2 separate regions of the Columba livia genome follow, and region 2 is linked to region 1. Evidence: chromatin contacts called from public Hi-C data. All regions are on one chromosome and are shown on one strand. The core of a region is the stretch at or near the end of the contact, and the rest is flanking DNA. Distances in the headings are between cores, read along the strand shown. Region 1 overlaps ULK1 (unc-51 like autophagy activating kinase 1). Region 2 has its middle 9.2 kb from the start of ULK1.

Region 1 (3,211 bases), core at 454-2,953:
CCCCTTCTGAATGTGATAACTTGTGGAAGTGGAAACGTTCTGCCAGGCGGTTGGAATATGAATGGCTCTTCGAGGGTGGGTGTCCCTGGGCTCGCAGGTTGGGAAGCACGGAGGGGAGAACAGCTGCAGCAATGCCGGACGCTGCCCAGGCGCGTCCTGCGGCCCGTGCCAGCCCGGCCTGCTCTCGGCGGTGCCTCCCAGGGGACACTGGCCCGTGCTGGTCACCACTGCCTCCCGGAGAGTCTGCAGAACTCCAGCTGCTGGGTGAGGCACACCGTGCTCGAGTAACCTTCCTGTAATGCCAGTCTGCACCTTTCAACTGTCTCCCCAGCTCCCTCAGGTGCTTACGGAGGGACCCTGCACTCTGGTGCCCGGGCTGGGGGCTCTGCCAGCCCATCCCCAGTGATTTTTACTGTCGGATCCCCTCCCAGTGGAACAACCCCCCCACAGACCACGAGGACCAGGATGTTTTCAGGTAAAGGGCTGATACCTGCCTGTTCCAGTGGGAGTGCCCGGGGGCAGAGCGATGTGTTGGATTCCTGGTGGTGGCTCAGAGCACAGCCCACAGCTCAGCTGCTCCAAGTGCCTTTGAGATCCTCACGCTGGCTCCTGCCAACCCCCGTTATTGCTGAAAACTGTCGCACTGGCACAAGGACTCATGCCATATACTGGTTTTCCAGTGCTGGAAGAGTGAGGCAAACTTCATTTACTTCATTTCTCTCTGCTTCAGAAATAACGCTGCAGCTGTTCATAAACCCACTGTTGCTTATAGGTCAACAAACGTAAAGATTGTGTTGTGTTCTGATGGTTTTCCCTGTGGGTTTTGGATGAGCTATAAAACGTGAGCGTGACCATCCGTGCCCAAGAATTTCAGTGCACAGGTGCCGTTAGGAAAGGGCCAGGATGGCTCTGTATGCAAAATTATTAGTGGTGTCACTTGTGCTCTGAGCTGCTGAAGTGGGAAACGGGGAAACGCGCTCCTGCTCGGCAGACCCGTCTCTTAAGCCGCCAGCGCCCTGGTCTGGTCAGCGCGCAGCTGAGGCTGTGGTGGTTGGCCCCTCTGGGATCGTGTGTCTGGGAGCTGGAGTCTGTGTTCAGTTTAAAAAAATATTTGGACACTTTTATTTGCATTTTTGGCTTGTTTGGGTTCTTGCCTTGGCTGTTCCTCATCTGAATGTGGTCCACTGGTGGTGTTCATTACTGCAGGGAGGGGTTGGATGTAACCATGAATAAGCTGCTTGACTGGGATGGGGGGACTCATGGGCTGGGTTCCTGGGCATGGCTTGAGTTTCCATCATAAATCTGCTCACATCCTTGATCGTCTGGAAAGTTGGGACCATAATCCTTTCTTTGTCTTTTCTATTTAGAGGGTAAAGCTCTGTAGGGCCAGAACTTGTATGAAGTGTCTGACAGGCCTGTAGCACAATGGGGTTGCTGTCCTGGCTGCAGCCCATGGCTGAAATGTTATGAATAGAGGATGCAGACTTCCTGTGTTGCTTCTGTGGGGATAATAGCGGTTTGGAAGCAGATCCCAGCACTGGTTTTCAGTGCGTCGATATCTGGATCCTTAAGGGTCTGCCGAACAGTCCAGATCTCGGGTGGGACACCTGGAAGAGAAGGCAGCTGAATAGTGAACCCACATCACGGATGCGGGGTTGGGCGAGCGCGGTCAAAGCCGTGCTGCTCCACAAGCTCTGTTTATTGGGTCTGTGCAGTGACTCCTGATGTTCTAGTTGATGCACACAGTTGATGGTGAAAAGGGGAGCTTTGCAAGCTAAAACTGCACCCCAAGTGCCTGGACAAGCCATGAGTGAGATCACTTGGCAGATAAAAAGGCAGAGCCATTTCATGAGTCATCATAACAACCTCTGCAAACAGCCCCTTGGAATGACGGGGTATCCAGAATGTGGTATTGTTGGTCCTTTCCTCTCTCTGAAAGATGTGGGATGAATACCCTGAGACAGAAACTGCTTTTGAAGGGCTCATTTTATAAGCAGTGTGCTCTTAGGGTGGGTTCAGTGGTTGAGAAAGGGAAAAGATGACGGCGAGGGGGTTTGTGTGGTGGACACTGTACTTCAGGGTCCCCTGGATCATGAGATTACAGTCTTGACTCAGCTGAAATCACTCCCGCCCAGCCCCCTGCTTGTAAAGAGGGGAAGCAGAAGCACAGAGCGTGTAATGGAAAGCCCTCCTGGTTTGCATTTAAGTGCTTGAGGTTTTAAAGCCCTGATAAAAGCCTCTCTTATCAGAGGTGTTCATCCAGTGATAGCGTGAAATCCGGGGAAGCAGCGCTCTGATCTGTGATGGGGACGGCGGCTGTGGTGGTGTGCGATAGAAGTCAGCCCAAGATATTAGGGCAGGATTCAGAAAGGGTTTGACGAAAAAAAGAGAAAAAGAAAAAAAGATGCTTCTGAATTCTCTGTAAACGACAAACACTCTGGAAGGTGTGTTAAATCTGCTCGAGCTTGTAGGCTGGTCTACCTGAGCCACCAAGGAGCTCACGTTGGGGAGCGCTTATTCTGCACATGAGTCCTTGCGTCTTTCTCCCAAGTATATGTTACTGCTCCTGTCAGATCCAGGATCCTACAGGATTGTCCCCTCTGCGGGGCGAGGAACACCTAGCCTAATATTAACATCTTCAGTAATTCCTTTGCCTGTTTTTCTTCTCAGTGGGGTCTTCCAGCTCTCTCAGTTCTGGAGGCTCATTCACCGGCAGGCACTTGGCAGTGGGAACTGGTGGGGATGCCGTGGAAGGTCCCTCGAGTCTCCGGTACGCGTTTGCTGATCCCATCACCGCCAACCTGGAAGGTGCTGTTACGTTTGAGGCACCAGAGCTGCCCGAGGAGACGCTCATGGAGGTGGGTACATCCCAGGGGCTTGTCGGGGGCAGTAAAAGTGAACCAAATCCAGAGGTGAGACGGCTCCACGTTTGCAGCCGAGGAGGGGGGTTGCTTCCAAAGGCGGTGGAAGCTGGCTTGGAGAAAGCCAGGCCAGCACAGCACCCAGAAAGCCCAGGGCATGTTTAGCACAGTGACTTTTGAGCCAGTTACCAACCCATTCAGTCCATGAGACAGCCCATGACCGGGGTTAAAATTCACCATTTCCAAAGCTGCACTCGCAGGTTGGAAATATCAGTTACCTGATGCATTCTGTATTAACAGCTTCTGAAGAAAAACTGGCTGCTTTGGGCCTTTTCTAAGAGGGTCAACAT
Region 2 (3,211 bases), core at 458-2,957, 69 kb before region 1:
TGGTCAGTTTCCCTGTGTCAAATGGGAAGTGTCTGCTCTTTGTGTGTGGATTCCTGCAGAAAAGCATTTTCACCATTAATCAGCTCTGTAACTTATTTCTGCCCTAGTGCCTGGGATGCAGGCTGTGAGTCTGCATGCAAATATTCCAGAGATGTGTTTCTTTGGAAAGCCCCAAGCTCAAAGCCACGGGAAGGCCTGAGCTTCTCTGGGGCTGGAGCTCTTGTTTCCTTTTGACGGAGTTGATCAAGGAGCCACAGATGTCTGTGAACAAATTAACCCGTGAACTTCAGAGCTCTGCCTCTTGCTATCTGGGAAGCCGCTGTGCTTCAGCCCCTGGTAAAGCTGGAGCAGAGCGGTGGAAGAGCCTGTGTCACTTCTTACGGTGCTGCTGGCCGTTCCTGGCACCAGTCTGGACAACCGTGTGTGCTTGACAAATTCCCATTGCCTTATCGAGTTAATTTGGCATTTTCCATTACTCTCACCACCGGTTTTCTGGCTCAGAAATTTCTTATCAGGAATTCATTAGCTCCGAAATGTAAAGAACTGACTCTTCAAGCTTAAATACCTTCTATAATTACCTTCTCTTTCTGTTATATTTTAGAGGATACCTCTAGTGTTTCCTTTTACACAGCAGGCAGTACGCCCCTAGTATTATGACATGGAGTTAAATTGTCTCTGCTTCAGGTAACTGAAAAACTATCAAAAATCTCAAGAGCTTCAGGACAAATAAAACTAGTGCTGGAGATAATGGTTTTTCTGGCTTCCTTTCTTGTCCTGTTCATTACAACCAGCAGCACTAGTGGAGTCTGCTTCAGCTGCTGTTTGTGTTTCCAGAAGGATCCGTTTTGCGGGCTCTTTGGGCTCCCTCCTGCTCGCTTAGGTCGCTCCAGAGATCATGTCAGAGCCGAGGAATCTCCTGGGAGCCTGTTTTGCTTCTGGGCTCAGCCTGGCGCTTGACACTCATGCCTGTCGGGGCTGTCATAAAGTGTGTATTAAAATGGAGATGTTTCAGGCAGAGTAGAAGGTGGGTAGACACTGTATTGTCCATATTAGAAATGTTTAAATCCAATTTATTAGCACAGCCTGACCCTCACATTCACTGACTGGCAGCTTTGAGGGTAGCAGAGGGGTAATTTTTTCACTGCCTTTGGGCCTTTAGCACTGGCAGTGAGTCAAGGTCAAGGACACAACTTTGCCAAATACATTTCCTTTTTCAAGCTAAATGCAATACAGGTTTAAAACAAACCCTTTGCAGAGGCTATGTATGCATCACTGTCTATGTAAAAGCAGTCGATTAACAACAGTTCTTGCAATCAGCACAAGGAGCACTGCTGGAAACTTCCTGGAAAAGCCTTGTACACAGCAAACCTGCGACCAGGAGCTGCATGATAAGGGATGAGGAGCAAAGAGGCCTTGGCTTCTTGGATAACAGAAGGGGAAAAAAAAAAGGCAGATGTCATGCACATCAGCAATGCATAAGTCAGTCATTTTGTGTAGTTACAGAATAGGTTTAATGCTGGCTTTAATTATCACACTCTGTCAGCCTGGAACAGCTTCGTTACTCACATTCTCACCTGCCAGAAGCAACCGGGTGGGTGTTCTGGATGCTCTGTAGCCCAGTGGTTCTGCGTTCCCACCTGCAACCTCTGGTGCTGCAGCCTGACGCTGGCAAGTCTGCTCCCAACAGCCAAAGAGCTGGCAGGAGCTTTGCTGAAGAAAAGCAACGGATGGCCAGCCTAAAACCGCAGTGTGGTGTGCTTGCTGTTCAGGACCCGTCAGCAGCGGTGCTGAGTAACTCGCTGCTGTGGTGCGCGGTGATGCCTCTGCACAGGGACGCTGGGGCCGGGCAGGACGTGTCCCGTGTGATCAGACAGCGTGTGCCTCCTGGATCACAAGGGAACTGGCTCAACGATTGTAAGGACACTTGATTAATTGTCTAACAACAGATCCTCGATGATTCAGATGAGACTATACTTACGTTGTTAGAACGGCATCGTTTGCTCCAGGGCCTGTTTGTGCCTGGTCTTCCTAACTGGAGCCAACCACAAAGGATTTCTCTGATCAAACTAGGCAGGTTGGTTTGGTGTGGGTGGGTCTGTTAGTAGCAACTCCTCCCCATCAGTGACAGTGCTGACTTGCAGTGATTGGTGATGTTTGTGTATTGTTTCTGGTACTTTAAAAAATATATATATATTTCTTTAAATGCTGATGGGGTGTTCTATTTGGATATGGGGGACCCTTCCTCTGAAGCTCACTGTGAGAAAACCCAAACCTCTAATCCGCACCTCCCAGTTCTCATGCACCACGACCAGAATGAGTACAGACGCATGTGAGAAAACGCATCTTGCTGTGGCAGTTCCTGCTGCTCGCGTGCAATGGCTTTGTCTGTGTCAGTCACAGGGACGGCCCATCTGCGCCTCACGCAGCAGCCTGTGCCATCCAGGTATCAGCAGATTTTATCGTGGCCTTAGTTCAGTGTCCTGTGATGCATTAAACTGATGCCACAGTGGTTACATGTGTCTTTCAAGTTGATTTTCTTCGTAAGCATGTTGGCTGGCATTAGCCAGGTCCTCTGCCGGCGCAGGACAAGATCATTAAAATTGTTTCAGCTTGCTGAAGCTCTGGGCTCCTATAGGAGTGTGACATTAATTTGAGTGTATTTTATCATGTGGTTCATTTAAGGCTACACTCTGGTTTCTGTGTATTTGTCTGATAAGTTTCATTTATTTGCATTAGAATGGAAGAGAACTGCATTTAAATCTAAGCTAGTATTAATAGCTCATTGCATGTGGTCACACTTTCTGTAACTGGATTACATTAATATCGCTATTCAAGCCTTGAAGCTGCAAAAAGTGTCCCATCCTAATTACACAACCTCAGCTGAGGTCCCTTGGTAATAAGTGAGCGGATAAAACTCTTCCTTACAAGTCCCTCACCAGTCAGAAAGAGGATGTTGGTATCCTGCATATTATGTCATGTTAATTTTAAAAGGCTCTTGTCAACCAAGAACCCAATGGCTTTTCTTCCCTCTGGGTTTTGTGAGGTTAATCCATGAGTCACGGAATATTTGACTACAATTCCATGAGTCATGGGAAGCTCCAGAGCCCTCATAGCTCAGGATGATCTTGCTGTCCAGTACTGCCAGGTTAGGTGTACTCACAATGCCTATATATATATATATATATCTCGTGAATGCATCCTGCAACATTCT

What was found. Hi-C and Micro-C count contacts between places; a contact is called where the count stands out from the background.
Region 2: a Hi-C map of crop shows a contact between it and region 1, with 2.1 times the contacts expected there. The contact joins two enhancer-like sites. A contact is called at or near these places in 2 of 2 Hi-C or Micro-C datasets (crop and liver).

Annotation. Positions count from the first base shown.
Region 1 is chr17:1,382,018-1,385,228 of bColLiv1.pat.W.v2, reverse strand. It overlaps ULK1 (unc-51 like autophagy activating kinase 1), which reads left to right. Exons shown (of 28, transcript XM_065033346.1): 23 at 2,671-2,858. Among named protein-coding and RNA genes, the nearest start is that of PUS1, 11 kb to the right of the region's middle. Within about 2 kb of position 1,703, at least 1 of the 3 cell types and tissues checked has an H3K27ac peak away from gene starts, as active enhancers do.
Region 2 is chr17:1,450,912-1,454,122 of bColLiv1.pat.W.v2, reverse strand. No RefSeq gene overlaps it. Among named protein-coding and RNA genes, the nearest start is that of ULK1, 9.2 kb to the right of the region's middle. Within about 2 kb of position 1,707, at least 1 of the 3 cell types and tissues checked has an H3K27ac peak away from gene starts, as active enhancers do.